Linked DNA regions of Lactuca sativa: region 2 is linked to region 1. The links are chromatin contacts, called in public Hi-C maps. All regions are on one chromosome and are shown on one strand. The core of a region is the stretch at or near the end of the contact, and the rest is flanking DNA. Distances in the headings are between cores, read along the strand shown.

Region 1 (4,713 bases), core at 1,596-4,095:
TCCTATTATAACCATGAGTCAATGACTGAACAAAAGTGTGGCCTCTTTTTTTTGCAACAGAATTACATATTAGTTGGAATAATATACAGAAAATTTGCAGTAGTTAGAGCAAAATAATCCAATGCACATATGCACGGAAAGGAGGTCAACAATCTAAATGTTGGAAGCTTAAACACATTCTAACACAACTTCAAGATTAGGCCAAAAACATGTACACATCAAGCCATGAATCAATCGATTTTAAATTCATCAAACCAAAAAAAAATGTTAAAACTTAGAATCGTTCGTGTTGAACAAAAGGGTATCTCGGAGAAATATAATACTCATTGACACGCGAAGCCCCATCTCTAGCCAAAATCCCTTCAACATCACCAATGATTCTGGCCAACCATATCTCCAAATTTCTCTGAATATCCCTGAAATTATTTCTTATGGAGTTTAACGCGAGTCTAGTAGTTAATCTTGCACGCCCTTCCACCAAATCATTACCATAATTACACCCGTTCCCATTCCCTGTTTCTGTTTGCAATGCCATCAACTTCTGACCCGTTTCAGACGCACGCTGTTGAAGCCGAAGTGCTTCTAGTAAAAACTCGGTTTGTCTCTGTGTTCGAAACTCTAAACCCGCATTTGGTTCACAAGGATCATTCTCCTGCTGAAATATTATATATATAACCATAATTATTTTCAAAAACAAGCACACAAAATCATGTTCAAAAGAGAAACCACAATTGTGGGCCCCTACAAATCACGGCCCGTGATTTGTAGGTGGTTACAAAGCAGTTAGGCAGTTACAGAATTGTGGGCCCCCACAAAGCCAAATGTTATGTAACCGCCTAACTGCTTTGTAATCTCGGTCGTTGATTGTTTTCATCCAAGGGACGAGATTCGGTTCTTTAATGAAACTTGAGTTTATAACATTATGATTAAATAATGTAAGAGGATTTAGAGTTGTGTGTGGGTACCATTCTTCTGCAAAGATCATCGATTTTTCCGGATAGAGCTTGATATCTTTTTGCTTGTTTTCTCATTAATGATGGGACTTTTAACAAATCATTTGATCCGATATTTTCCAAATTTTGAAGCTCTTGTTCCAGCAATTTTAGTTTTGCAGAAACCCCGGATGAATCACCATCCACCTTCCAAGGGGATTCTCTCCTGATAAAAAAAAAAAAGGATTGATTTAGTTTTGACTTTTGATATGTCAAAAGAATCATGATTTATGATAGATATGTATTCAAATTCTAAAGCAAGATTACCTTGTTACATAGTGCTTCAAATCGTGAGCTTGTTCGACAGGTTCATATTGTACACCCTGCACAAATTAGCACTCGGAAAGTCAACCCAACTGGTCAACATTTAAGATTTAAGATTATCTTAATAAGTTAAGTTTTTCAACATATATTAAACCAGTCACTAGTGCAAAATATGAAAAAGACTAATGGGTTTCAATTACTTTGGCTTAAGATTTGACTTTAAATCATAAAAATAAAATGGAAATAATGGAAAATTGCATGGGGAGTGGTAGCCAGTGATGAGGTGGTCCAACTTTCATTCAAACTGCAAAACTGCAATTGATGAAATCAACCACCACCACCAAACAGAAATCGGGATTCCTAGTTATCATCCTAAATTCACAACTATAACATACAAATAATATCTTATTCAAGACGTTGAGTTTAATATGTATATAGAGACACTATTGCCAACCTGTAGCTGATAAAGACACCCATGATAAAAAGGTATCATTAGTTAAACCTAATTTTAATAATTAAAGAGATCAATAAGTAATTTAACTTCATGAAATTACTTCGTATCATGCAGCATTTGAAGTTTTGATGGACCATTCAGCTAAAAGAATGCATGTAATGAAGAACAAACATATGAACTTTAATGGAGATTAGCATTCAAAACCTGCCAAAGATTTGATCTTTCTGCCAAGAACTTGGAAACCTCGGAATTGGAAAACTCTGAAGATTTAAACATGGAATGCACATCATAAATCGAGCCCAAATCATCCACATTGTGAACCCCTCTTTCCATATAACAATCTCCCATAACACTGTTATTACCGTAATTGATATCATGCTTAAGGTTATGGTTATGGTTATGGTTAATCCCCTCATCTGAAACCCTTAATTTCCCATACCTAGACCCCAACATTTCTCCATAGAATTCTCCATCACCGTCGCCACCGTATCCTCCGCCATCATCCTCCCTATTCGTCATAAAATTCAGCAACTCATCTCTCTCACTCACTTCCCTTTTCAACTCATCAACCCTAATCTCGAGGTCCTCCACTTTAGCCCTCAAATTCGCAATCTCCTCCACGTTTTCGTCGATCTGACGGAGGAGGCGTTTCTCTTCTTGCTGCCATCCGTGGCGGTGGCTAGCGAATATCTCAACAACCCTAGCATTCGCTTTGGAATCCTCCTTTCTTCGCGAGTAGAGCTGCTCGAGTTGTTCTTCTGCTTGTAAGAGCCTTTTAGAGAGTGATTCGTCATGAGTTTGGAGAGATGTGACCAAAGCAAGCGATTGTTTAGGAAGGAACCCTAGAAAGATTGCGAAACTTATGCCTAAATAAGAGCAAAGCAGCTCTTCATAGCTCTGTTTGTGGTGTTGCTCATGGAGGTGGAGGTGATCTTGCGTAGCCATTGATGAAGAAAAAGGTTAAGAATTTTGGGATGTGTGCGGCAAATTTGTTGATATGATTGTGGTTTTTGAGTGGGATGGACTCCAGTGAGATGGCCTTTAGTATTTGATCCTGAATGAAGCAGTAGAATCCATGGAGTTTTTTTGTTTTCTACTGAATTAAGCAGGCTTTGCAAAAGCTTTTTGGCTGAGATCTTACAAAGTAGGTGTAGTAATAAAAGTGCCTTTTTTATAATGTTAAAGGTGACTTTTTTATAACAATTATGTTTCTGCAGTGTAACTTATTTTGCAAGGTGAAACAATTATTCCACCTCTTAAATCCGTATTCATTGGGAAAAAAAGAATTTAAAAAATCCATATTCATTGGAAAAAGTAATAAAATTAAAATATATGTGTATTTTTGTAAACATAAATAAAAATATGTGTATTTTGATAAACATATTTACAATTGTGAGTTGATTCCTATACACTAACTTAATAACTTTTTACCGTACAAACATTTTTTTATAAAATGATAATTTTGCTTTTTTTTTTTCATTTTAACAAACTTTACAATCTACCCCTCCCATCTAAAACTCATCCCAATATTCAAACACAAAACCATGAAAATGACTCTTCACTTCCTAACAACGCTCATTCGTCTTCTATCTCTGATTTGTTTCACCATCATCGTCGTCTGTTGCACCGTGTCGTCGCGTTCATCCACCGCCTCCATCTCGTTTGTCCATAGTCGTCGTCGATGACTTGCTTCATCATTGTTGGTTTGTGATCTTTTATTGTGATTCTATTTCCTCGGTTTGGTTTGTTCTTTTATATTTTGATATTGTGATTTTATATTCAATTTTTGTTTACTCCATTATCTTTGTCGATGCTAATATGATTATGTATTAAATTCTAGCCCTAATTCATACACTAAATTGTTCATGGTTTGAGACTTTTAACGAGCAAGTCATAGCTAATCAATATAAGGTATGTAATTTTTTTTCTTCATATTGTTTATATAAATTTGAGTTTCTTTGCAAACAAATAATTGTTTTAAATCGAGTTGTCATCATATTTTAAATCGAGCATTTATTTGATTTTTAGTCGATTAAGGTGAGTCTCCTCCCATTGTTTGGCGGGTCGAAGGCGCCAATACCGACTCATGGATTATTCTTATTTGTATGTTAACTGTCTGTGTAGCTCTTGCATGTGTTGTATGTGGTTGTATATATATCGGGCGGGGCCTGATGAGTATGTTGGGCGGGGCCCATCGCATGTTACTGATACATATGTTTCAAGCGGGGATCGATATCGGACGGGGCCCGAAGGTTGTCGGCTAAGGCCCATTGTATGTATGGTATGGAGTGTTTTGGGAAACTCAATAAGTTTTGTGCTTACAGTTTTCAATTTGTGTTTCAGGTACTTTCGGTTCCAATGGGAAGAGTTCGGGATGATCACATCGCACACACCATGATCTTTCGCTTTATTGACTCTTATGTATTTTGGATGATTATTGATACACTATGATTTTCTTATGGTTTTGATAAACACGTCTGGTTGTTTTATTTAATATAAAAACAAAAATTTTGGGTTCTGGGTTTTGGGATGTTGCAAGTTGGTATCAAAGCCTTGGTTTGAGAGATTCGGACATACTCTCGGGTGTGTCTGAAGTTAAAATGAGGGTTTGATAGATTTTTCAATAAAAGAAATGTTTTAATTAAAGGATTTTCTAATAAAAGAACGGGTGTGGTACATGCACTCGACCGAGCTCAAGTAAGTTTTCCCAAAATACTCATACATGTTATATTTGATATGCTTTGAATTATGAATTTAAGAACTGCATGCTAAGTTAGGGCTAAGGATCTACTCAGGATTGCATGATAGAATGCTAGGAGAAATGCATTTATATGCCTACTATATGAGCTTATAGACTTGTATGTTAGTACTGGATCGGTCAGTGGGGTGAATGTTCATAAGGATTGTAAGTATTTAGGATTGGGAAGTTTTTAGGAATGATACACAAATACATGCATTGCGGTCTTAGGATAATGGATGGGTTTAAAATAGATTGTTTTATGC
Region 2 (4,713 bases), core at 1,416-3,915, 200 kb before region 1:
ACTGCGTGTCAAAAGGTATAATTTTAAATATTTTTTTTATTTTCTACCACTTCCACTTGTGTATATTGCTATAAACATGAATCACAACAGGCTCACGAGAAATGCTTTCAAAATCTCCATTATGTGGATCGCTATGAAGACCATACAATTGCTCATGCCATTCAGACTTCTTATAAGAAAACCAAGGTCCGGTTCACAATCCACTGCCATTTTTGTCTATTACTATTATTTTTTTTTTAATGACGTTTTGAGATATGAAATAAATAATTGAGTTTGGTATTATAGGTGTATCTTTGGCCTGGGCCTACTCAAGGTGGCATGAAGGCGGGTAGAACTGTACAAACCATCTTGAATCTAGCTGGTTTAAAGAATGTCAAGTCTAAGGTAATACAACTTAATTCATATCTGTACTCATGTCTGAATAAAATATGATGGGGGTTGTGTTCTGTTTCTTTTGTTGCTATTTTAGGTTGTTGGGTCAAGAAATCCACATAACACGGTGAAAGCTCTTTTTAAGGGTTTGAATGTGGTAAGTAGAATAAACATGACAACTTATTTATTATGCACATTTATTGACTGAAATTGAGGCTGATGTCAAAGTGACAAAAATTGCAATTTTTTGTCCCAACCAAAAAATTATATTCGTGAATGCCCTCTTCCTCCACAAAAACTATATTAATGAATTAGAATACACGATATAGTGGCTTTTTTTAAGAAAACCTTTTTTTTTTTATGAAATGTTTTCAGATAGAAACTCCGAAAGATGTTCAAGAGAAGTTTGGGCGGGTTGTGGTGGAGTCATATTTACTTTGATGATTGGAAGTTGTTATGGATGATGTGGATAGGCCTCAGTCATGCAAGAAAACGTTGGCAAAATGAATAAGGACATCATCTTTTGCTTCGTGTTTATGTTGGTTAACCATATAGGTTTGGATTTGGATTTTATTTACTGGTGTGATGTGCACATCAAGAGCAAGAGTTAGTGTTGGTGGCTGCGTAACGTACAAAATTTTGCCATTTATCATAATTTTATAGTTTTGAATTGTTACGTTATTGCTTCTCTGAAATTTATGGACAATTTTTTAACATGCATATACCCGATACCATGTCAAACGTTCTGACTGAAAATTATTATTTTTGTTCACTAGACAACATTTCAAACCAAAGCAAATGCAATAAATCTTCATCTATTCTTACAAAAATATTGAACAAAAAAACTTTTCTTACCACTACAACTACCACTACCAAGCAACATTTATTTGTCTCTAAAAAATCATTTAAATACCAGAATCAAAAGGAATTCCAGTCTGTGGGATCCATGAATCTCCAGCCAAAAAGTTCCTAACAGAAAACTGCTCCGCCTCTTGATCACCGGTCAAAACATGGAACCCCGGCCACCTCACCCTACCGGAGGTGTTCGCACCCTCCCCTGAGTTCATAGCCTCTGCGTAATACAATTTATCAAAAGCAGAGCTATCCCGATACGGCATCCACCCTTGGGGATCAATCAAGCTATCGAGATTACACTTCACAAATACAACCCTCGAGTAGTCCCTCCATGGCCGGCCTAGAAAGTTCTTGACTGATCCATCGGCTAGGGTTAACCCAGGGGCGGCCGTGACCTGCGAATTGTGAATAACAAACCCTGTTGCAGAACTTGAATCGGTTCTTCCTTGAGCCGTTATCGTGTTTTGTTGGCCAAACAATGGCTTTCGGAGATAGATGTTACAGTCTTGGAGGACGGCGATAGCGTCACCGAAGATGAAGTCGACGGTTCCATAGATGTCACATTCGCGATAAAATTGACGCTGTTGGAAGAGGCAGAGGGTATCTTGGTAGCCTTTGAAGCTACATCGGAAGAAAGCCGAGAGATCTGAAGCCGAGAGAAGCGCCACCGCTTGTAGTTTCTCCGGACCGGCGGTGTTCTCGAATGTAATTCCAATCGCAACAAAACCGGAACCCCAAATCTCTGCACATTTCAGTTTTTGAATTAAATACTAGGATAGATAAACTCATAAACCAATAATAAACTGCAATTTATTTGTATTTTTTGTATACATAACAAAAACGTATTTTAGAATTAATAAAATACTCGTATGTAACTAACATTCACAAGATATTTCTATTTTTTTTTTCTAAATAATGATAACGTATGTATAATTTTTCTTACCTATAATAAACATGTATTTTCTTTTGTTACCAAGTACATGTCAGAAATAAAGTATATTTTGGCAGTAAATCTAAGTTGCCAAAAATATTGATAAAAAGTAAAGTATATTACCAAATAATGTAAATTGAGTAATGAAAAAATATACGAGAATAAAAATTTACGGAAGGTTGCGGTGTTATAAGTTTCATATCCATCGTTGACGTTTTTATTGTTGGTTATAACTGTTGCATCAATGCCTTCTCCAATAAGTGTCAAATTGTGCATTGACGAATTGATGATGACATTTTCTATATAAACACCAGATTTCACGTATATAATAAATCTATCAGTTCCAGTTCTTCGATTTTCAGATGCTTTGATGGCTTCGACAACGGTTGAAAAATCACCAGAACCATCTTGAGCTACGACCAAATCTACTTGTTTTATTTCTCCTCCTTCGGCTAATTGTATGAGTCTATCATCACTCGTCATGGACAAGTTATGAGCTTGACTCATTGACGCCTTGATTTGAGATTCATGAGACTCGAATTTAGGAACAATGATTGAATTGCATAACTCGGGAAAAGGGGAATTGTAACAAATGATGCGTGCACAAGAGATCGATCTTGAAAGTACAAGTGTTGTAATGCTGTAAAAAAAAATAAGACATAATTCTGGCATTTTGGAAAATTATAAAGTCTGAATTTAGGTTATTTTTCATATTAATATGAACTTGAAGAAGCTATAGCATTTATGCCCATTAATTAATTCATGCGTTATGGATCCCGATGGTATAAGTTTTAAGAGCAACCATAATGGCCATAACAATGGCCTTATGTATAAATATATATATTTTTAAATATTTTTTTAGACACATCCTCATAAATAATCCCTGGAGTCTTTCATAATCTAGTATATAGTCCATAAGTTTACAAAACTTTATAGATGGTCCATATAGGTTTAGAACTTTTAAAAATTGGGCCCTCACCCGAAAAAAAGACTTATTTGTCATTTTTATTTTTATTTTATATTTTTCTTTAACTAAAACCATTTAAATAATTAAACTTAGACACACACATCTCTCTCTCTCTCTCTACTAAAACCATTTAAATAATTAACCTTAGACACACATCTCTTTCTCTCTCTCTCTCTCTCTCTCTATATATATATATATATATATATATATATATATATATATATATATATATATATATATATATATATATATATATATATATTCCCACAAAAAATCAAACAACCTCCTCTAATCCCCCCCCCCCCTAACTCCTCCCTATATCACAAAATACTTCTGAACGTTCTCCTCTCCACCATCCACTGTTCTTCACCCCAACTGATCTAGACGATAAGGGTCTATATATTCACCCCTTCCCTTTATCGCCCTTGGCCAATTTTGAGTGAGCCGCCGCCTAAGAACACTATTCTCTAGATCATCAGTTACTTATTTATTTGGTTTAATCGATCCAAATCGGAACAAAAAACACTCACTAGGACTCCAAACTCATGACGAATTCAAGCTATTACAAATGTATTCAATCACTTCGATAGAGATAGAAACCGTATGATATCTCTAGCAAAGCTGCAAGGTTGTGTCAAATTGATCTGGAATAGGATGTTGAATCGAATCGATGAGTATTTTGCATAGAAGGTTTGTTTTTTTAGATTTGGCTAGTATTCTTTTTTTTTTTTTCATCTGGGTTTATCTTTGTTGGTATTCGTTGGTTCGACCATCATCTTCATTTTCATCTTCTCAGAAAGTATAGTTGTATAGGGTAACATGGTGACATGCGACACCATTGATTCAATTGTACATATCAATTTGAAACCTAGCTCCAAAAATGAAAACCCGAGGAGCAAAAAAAGATAGAAAAACATGTTTAACAGAAGAATCTACAACTGGGATTGTTGAGAAAGAAAATGCAGCTAATTCCACTAAGAGATATGATGCTAAGTGTAGAAGGTACAATATTGATGAAATTAAAGAATCAAGGAAGATCAATGTAACGAACCAAATTTTCTAACATCTAATCTAATGGAATTATTAGAGTTTTATCTACAATATAGAATTCTACAAAAAATTAAAACACTTTAAATCCCAAGTTAAATCACGAGTTTACAATAAAATCTATTACATAAACACAACAACAAGGAAAGGTACTTTAAATAGCAACCTTGTCTAGGTCCTTGTGCTAAAGTCTTGTCACGTACCACATATGCTACCCGAACCTGCAAAACATGAAACATATCTACTACATCAGACCACATTTCTCGTAAGTTATATTCTAATATGATTTCATGTTTCATCTACCATTTCTTTCTTCTTTCTTCTTTCTCTTACTCTACAAACTAATCTGTTTCTCTAATAACACACACTACTATTCTTTCTCATCTTATCTAATCTATCTCTTATACTTTTTTCTCTTTACTTCTTCTTATTTCTCATCTTTTCATTTCTCTAATCTTCTCTTTTCTTTCTCATTTCATCTATCTCTTTTCTTCTATCTCCTCTCATGCCTCAACATTCTATTCTTTCATTCTCGTACTTT

What was found. Hi-C and Micro-C count contacts between places; a contact is called where the count stands out from the background.
Region 2: a Hi-C map of bud shows a contact between it and region 1, with 8 times the contacts expected there. The contact joins the promoter of LOC111917169 here to the promoter of LOC111917306 in region 1. A contact is called at or near these places in 2 of 4 Hi-C or Micro-C datasets (bud and leaf).

What each region holds. Positions count from the first base shown.
Region 1 is chr3:31,493,974-31,498,686 of Lsat_Salinas_v11, reverse strand. It overlaps LOC111917306, which reads right to left and starts at 2,845. Exons shown (of 4, transcript XM_023913004.3): 1 at 1,915-2,845; 2 at 1,260-1,315; 3 at 966-1,158; 4 at 176-652. The coding sequence starts at 2,655. The coding sequence ends at 275.
Region 2 is chr3:31,689,224-31,693,936 of Lsat_Salinas_v11, reverse strand. LOC111917169 (probable pectinesterase/pectinesterase inhibitor 6) reads right to left here and starts at 2,665. Exons shown (of 2, transcript XM_023912821.2): 1 at 2,332-2,665; 2 at 1,172-1,969. The coding sequence starts at 2,665. The coding sequence ends at 1,278. LOC111917304 reads left to right here. Exons shown (of 8, transcript XM_023913001.3): 4 at 1-15; 5 at 91-186; 6 at 286-384; 7 at 470-529; 8 at 748-1,053. The coding sequence ends at 813.